Linked DNA regions of Sus scrofa: region 2 is linked to region 1. The links are chromatin contacts, called in public Hi-C maps. All regions are on one chromosome and are shown on one strand. The core of a region is the stretch at or near the end of the contact, and the rest is flanking DNA. Distances in the headings are between cores, read along the strand shown.

The links. A called contact is a pair of places that touch in the nucleus more often than the background predicts.
Region 2: a contact with region 1 is called in a Hi-C map of fetal liver, with 2.8 times the contacts expected there. The contact joins two enhancer-like sites. A contact is called at or near these places in 2 of 47 Hi-C or Micro-C datasets (epiblast stem cells and fetal liver) and 1 of 2 datasets of contacts at active chromatin or transcription factors (alveolar macrophages).

What each region holds. Positions count from the first base shown.
Region 1 is chr15:131,336,069-131,339,182 of Sscrofa11.1, forward strand. It overlaps LOC100517129 (nuclear body protein SP140-like protein), which reads left to right. Exons shown (of 20, transcript XM_021075666.1): 8 at 2,269-2,322; 9 at 2,930-3,013. Among named protein-coding and RNA genes, the nearest start is that of SP110, 110 kb to the left of the region's middle. Within about 2 kb of position 1,608, at least 1 of the 83 cell types and tissues checked has an H3K27ac peak or open chromatin away from gene starts, as enhancers often do. A contact at or near this core is called in fetal liver, where this site is marked.
Region 2 is chr15:131,410,169-131,413,282 of Sscrofa11.1, forward strand. No RefSeq gene overlaps it. Among named protein-coding and RNA genes, the nearest start is that of CAB39, 81 kb to the right of the region's middle. Within about 2 kb of position 1,668, at least 54 of the 83 cell types and tissues checked have an H3K27ac peak or open chromatin away from gene starts, as enhancers often do. A contact at or near this core is called in fetal liver, where this site is marked.

The sequences.
Region 1 (3,114 bases), core at 358-2,857:
ACCTCCATATGCCGCAGGAGTGGCCCAAAGAAACAGCAAAAAGACAAACAAACAAACAAACAAAGAAAAATAATAATAATAATAATAATAAAACCACTAGTTGTTATGCCTATAAAGTGTCGAATTTGTATGACGATTTCTATAGAGAACAAAAAACTAAATACAGTTGACCCTTGAACAATGCAGGGGTTAAAATCACCAAGGTCCAGTGCAGTTGAAAATCCTCTTATTACTTACAAGTCACCCTTCCATATCTGCAGTTCTGCATCCATGGATTCAATCAACCATGGGTCATTTAGTGCTGAAGTAGTCACTATTGAAAAAAAAAAATCTGAGTTTAAGGTGAATCTGAGCAGTTCACACTCATATTGTTCAAGGGTCAGCTGTATTCCTATGTTGAAATGTCATATCATCATCTGATCACAAACTTGAGTCATGTCCATTAGATAACTTATCCAGCTGGCTAGTATAAGCAGAAATAGAGACTTCAGATAGGTATTCTGAAATCTAAATATTGTTGTAGATAGAATTTTTCAGCAAACCATGGCATTTACACAATTTTTCACAGGACCTTTTTGAACATATTATTGTGTCTTCTATAGAAACCATAAGAGGCAGGCAGGACGGACATTGTAACTTTGGTTTCTAGATGAGAAAACATAAACTCATAAATGTTTAAAGTCTTCTATAAAGTCTCTAGAGACAAAAAGAAAGACAAAATTAGCATCCTGGATTCTGCATGATTTCCTTGGTAAAATTGGAGCTCAAAATGATTATCAAAACATTGTGTTTCCTCAATCCTGTGGGTATCATGAGTTGTCATAAATTCTGTAGTTCTTTAGTGCACAAATAGATGATTTTTTTCCCTTTCTACTTACTAGACCCAGAGGATATTAGAAACATGTCCATTTAAGGAAACACACTAGGCGCAAATGAAAATGATTGTTCCTAAGAATAAATGAAAAGCTTACCTGCGCATAACACTACAAAAGAGCAATATTTTATGTAATGCATTCAGTGTCATTGCTCACTATGTTTATCAAAGTAAAATGTAAATTTGCTTCAGTTTTTAGAGAGCACACCTTCTATTTTTGTCTTAGTACTAGTAGGCAAACTGCTCTGGAAGATAGTCCCAAAACATATGGATTAGTCACCTGAGAAGATCGTTTTCCGGGCTTGCAAACAGTTCAAGGTACCAAGCTGGTGGGGGGAGAAAAGGCTCCTAGTCTTCAACTCTAGGTTTCCAAAGTCTCCCCCCAGGAGGTACAGCAGATGAAGGAAGTATGAAAAGACAGTAGAAGGAGTAGGAAGTGGAAGAAATAGAAGGGATGGGTAAGGTTCAATCAGAGCAAGTTGCCCCTTACATTTGTCTCTGCTCTGGGAACAGGGAATGGAGTATCACCAACCTACAAAGCAGGTGACTTAGAAAGGCAGCCAGGGTGGGCTGGATTCAGTTTTCCAGATTTTCTTATAAAATTTCCTGATGAATGGGTTCCTTGGTCACATACACAGGTCCCTCAAGAATCCTCTTCTTTAATGCAGTTACTAATAACCCTGACTCTTTAGATTCAAGTGAGAGAGGGGAGGTCCAAGGAGCTATCTGCTCATGGGCCCAGATGGCTTATGTGAGCAGATAAGGATTGCAGCCCAGCGTGACAGATATCCACAGTATAAATTCAGAGCTTTGTTTGCCTGATGAATCTTATTCTGAGCATCCCTCGGATGCCTTGGTTCTGTTACTTCTAGGATGTCATTTTCCACATGTAACTTCTCTCTCTGGCCCTGTTAGGAAACAAAAGGGGCAAGAAGACATTATATATAAACTGTTGTTTAATTAGATGAACCCCATCAATTGATGTACTTAAAATGTAGCAAAAATGTGCTAGTAAAATGACACTTTTTTTTTTCTTTTTAGGGCCATACCTACAGCATATGGAGGTTTCCAGGCTAGGGGTGGAATTGAAGCTGCAGCTGCTGGCCTACACCACAGCCACAGCAATGTGGGATCTGAGCCATATATGTCACCTACACCACAGCTCAGACTTAACCCATCTCATAGATGAGAGCACTACCACATAAATATTTAAGGCCATTTTATATATCACATGTGGAAAGTTACTGGAAGAGGAAGAACTAACAGTCTGGGCTCTTAGCAAATGATCGTCATTGCATCTTTATAGTCTAAATCCTGTCTGCAATATGAGCAGTCAGAAGATCTACAGCTCTTTTAGTCATGGATTAACGGTTGTATTTTCCTTTACTTCCTAGATCTTCCAAATACTGAAAACAAAGCTTTTTATGGACCAAGCAACAGGAAAAGACGTAAGAACAATGAAACTCTTGATGTTTCATATATCTTTCTTTGCTACGAAACCTTCATTGGTCTTTTTTGGTTATAGCCTTTAAAACAAAAGAATAATTTCTTGGTGTTTCAGAAGATTTGCATGATTCATTTTGAATTAGGGGGCTGGCCTAATTGTTGCAATACATTGTCCTCAAAAGTTCAATGTCACAGTGTAATATTCTGTCACATAAGAGGATAAAGTAGCTCCCAGGGTGGAGGGGTGCTTATCGGGGGCCCAGCTGAGGGAGGCTCTGACATCTTGAAAAAGTTGCTTCCATGGTCCCCCTGGATAAGAAACAGAGTGGAGGCAGAAGTATGTGCAGATTAGAGGAAGGGGTAAGAAATGGTGACCAAAGGGAGTGCCTTCCATGGCAAAGTGGTGTCCAGTCCCAACCCTGGGTGTGGTTCCCAGAGCAACGTTGACCAACAGGTTAGATAGAGCCATTAGGGTTGCCTGGTGGCAGAAGGATTCCTACCCTCCCTACATGAGCTTCCCTTTTCCAGGTTTCCTTTTAAAGAATTCCATGCTGTATTGGCCCTAGTTCACAGACTGAGACTGTAAAGGAAGTTTCTTTCTTTCTGCAGGGATGGCCTCTAGTGACTCTTCAGAATTGAGTGATGAAGGTGCATCTCGGAAACCATACACTTCATTCCTAGAAAATGGGTCAGGTAAAGAAGAGTAGGATGCCAAGCCTTGGCCTGCAGAATGTCAGGAATCTGAAGGATGCTAAGTTTCAGTTACCCAAGATTAAAAAGCTTTGGGGATGTAA
Region 2 (3,114 bases), core at 418-2,917, 74 kb after region 1:
ATTCATGAAGAGGTGGAGAAATTGGAACCCTCATGCATTGCTGGTAGAGTGCCTGGTGGAAAACAGCTGGGCAGCTCCTCAAAATGTTACAACATACAACTACCATATGTTACAAATGTTACAACATACAACTACCATATGTTACAAATGTTATAATATACAACTACCATATGTTACAAATGTTACAACATACAACTACCATACATTACAAATACTACAATATTCAACTACCATATGTTACAAATATTACTACATACAACTACCATACCTAGCAATTCCACTCTTAGGTATATATCTAAAAGAAAGCAGGGAATCTAGAGTTCCCTGGTGGCTCAGCAGATTAAAGATCTGGCATTGTCACTGCTGTGGCACAGGTTCGATCCTTGGCCCAGGGACTCTGCATGCTGTGGGTGCATCCAAAAAGAAAGAAGAAGAAGGGAATCAAAGAATTGGAAACATTGCTATTGTCTATACCAGTATTTATAAGCAGCATTATCACAAGAGCCAAAAAGTGGAAACAACCCAAATGCCCAACAACATATGAATGGATAAACAAAATGTGAATACATACAATGGAACATTATTCAGCCATTAAAAAGTATAAAAATGTTCATATATGTTGCCACACTGATGGACTGTGAAAGCATTATGCTAAGTGAAACAATCCAAACATAGGACAAATATATAATTCTAAATATATGAGAAACAGAGAATAGGTAAATTCATAGAAACAAAAAGTAGCATATAAGTTATGGGAGCTGGTGGTGGAGGTGCAGGGAACTGAGAGTTACTGTTTCAGAGGTTGGGGATGACCAAAAGTTTTGGAAATAGACAACAACAATGGTTTTGCAACATTGTGAAAGTATTTCTTATCACTAAATTATCCTCTTACAAATGGTTAAAATGATAAATATTGTTGTATACATTTTACCACCATTTTAAAAATATTCATTGGAAGGGGCTCATATTATTTGAATCTGGAGCTTTGTGTTAATTATTCCAACTAAGTTGTAACATGGCGCTGTCTGGAGACCCAGGACACTAGAGCTGAGCATATTTGGGGACAGAAAAATAAATGGAAGAAGGGGTTTAAATTCTCAGCCTGGTGAAGAGTGAGATCTTACAGATGGTCATGGCAAATATCAGAAACTTCTCAGAGTCACGTCTGAGCCTTTTATTCTGCTGGTTTCAACTACCTACAAACAAGCAGGGGCAGAATGCACTGGGTGTCAGCTTAAAACAAGCTTGCCAGGGGTCCGCTGCTCTTCTCCCTAAATTCCAGTGCACCCAGGGGTGAACTAGGTATGGCCAGTTGAATGGTTCAATAGAAAACAAAAAGTGAAGAAATTCAAGACGAGGAGGAAGTCCTGTCCCTTGCACCTCGTTCTTTTCCCCCAAAAAAGAAACCCTGATCTGATCTAGTCAGTTCCCGGGTCATACACAGGATAAGCCACCAAAGCAGGGCTTGGATAATCAAATGTCAGGCAGGAGCAGGTTATCTCCCAGCAAACACTGGCAGGGAAACGGGCGCTCCGCCGCCAGCCCTGGACTCGCTCTGTCTACTTCTTGCACAAGCTCCATTACTGGAAGTCAGCTGCTGGCACAATTTCAGCCCCCGGGGAGCCACCCACTCGCTTTCCCAGAGCACCCTTCCCCCTTCTAGGGCAGAAGTCAGCCAACACGTTCCACTAAAGCAATACACAGAATCAAATAGGCTTTCAGCTCAGTTGGTAAACAACCGCTGCCTGGAGCCCTTTCAAATGCCTCCCTCCACCCCTGCTGCCCTCGCCAGCCGTCTATTCCCTAAGTCCCTCCCCCACAAGCCCCCCCCCCCCCCAATCAGCGACCTGAGGTCCGGGGGTCCTCCAGAAACCTGCTGCAGCCTTAGCCGACGTCAGTTTTCAGCAGGAGCACACAGAACAGAATGAAAGGAAAGCCTCTACTACCCGAGACATTTCCATTTTTCACTCTAATTTTAGCAAATGAAACTTTACTTAAATTTGCATTTTACCGTCTTTTCTCAATACACCGTGTCGCTCTTTCCAGAACCTCCAGAGGGTCTACAGTGCCCTCTGGTGGCTGAATGTTGCTATTGCACATTCCTCTTCAGAAATACCTTTTCCTCTCCTAATTCATCTTACTGTCTGTTCTGGAAGCGAAGAACTCATTTCTTAACCATCTAACCACATAGCTCAAAATCAAGATTAGAGGTGGCATTCTTCCCTTCTAGGTAAGAGCGAGTGAAATAAATGTAAGGAATTAGTGCATGAGATAGTTTTCCTGTTTGAAGCAGTTGATGTGCCTGTAAGTGTATTTATGACCTAGACGAAGAAGTTTTAGTTCAAATTATGAGGATGCCCTGTGTCTTTGATTCTTTTCCACTCGCTTTCTGAGCTATCTTCCTAGGTCCCTGAGACCTTCTTTGGGCCTAAGAGACCTTAAGAACCGGGCATCTCTGCCTTCTGGATTTCCCTTTAGGCTGGGAATGCTCTGAACCAAGCTCCCCTTGGTTGACTCATGGGGTGAACTGGGGGGGCTGGGGGTGTGAAGACGAAGAGGAATGAGATGGAACTCCTTTGACCACCTCCACCTGCATCTGAGGCCACCTCAGAACCTGTTGACTTCCACTGGCTTACCCTGCAGATTTTCTACTCCGTGAATGCTTCCTGCAAGTGGAGTCTCAGTGGTGGCTTGAACAAAGAAGAAAAATCTGGGGATTAAGGTAAACCGAACCACAGCTGATGGTTGTCTTTTAAGAGGAGACATGAAATGGATTATTGTAACTGGATACCACCTTGCGGGGGGAGTGTTGGGGGTTCTTCATCCTTGCAGCCTTGTGTTATCTAGCACGAGCTAATGCACAGCATATGACCATTGCTCTGGAGGAGATGTGTGGTGGAGAAGAGGCCTCACACCAAAGGGGACATAAGGAGGGGCCTCCTTAACTAATGGGAACGCTCTGTGCAATGTGCAGTTGGCACAACCAAACTCTCTGTGCGTTCCTGAGGAGCCCCACCCAGAAAACAGAGTGGGTCTTCTCAAACCAGCAGCCATAACTAAGATGATGTCACGGCTCCCGTCCCAGAAAATCGTATCTACATAGAGCATCTGCCA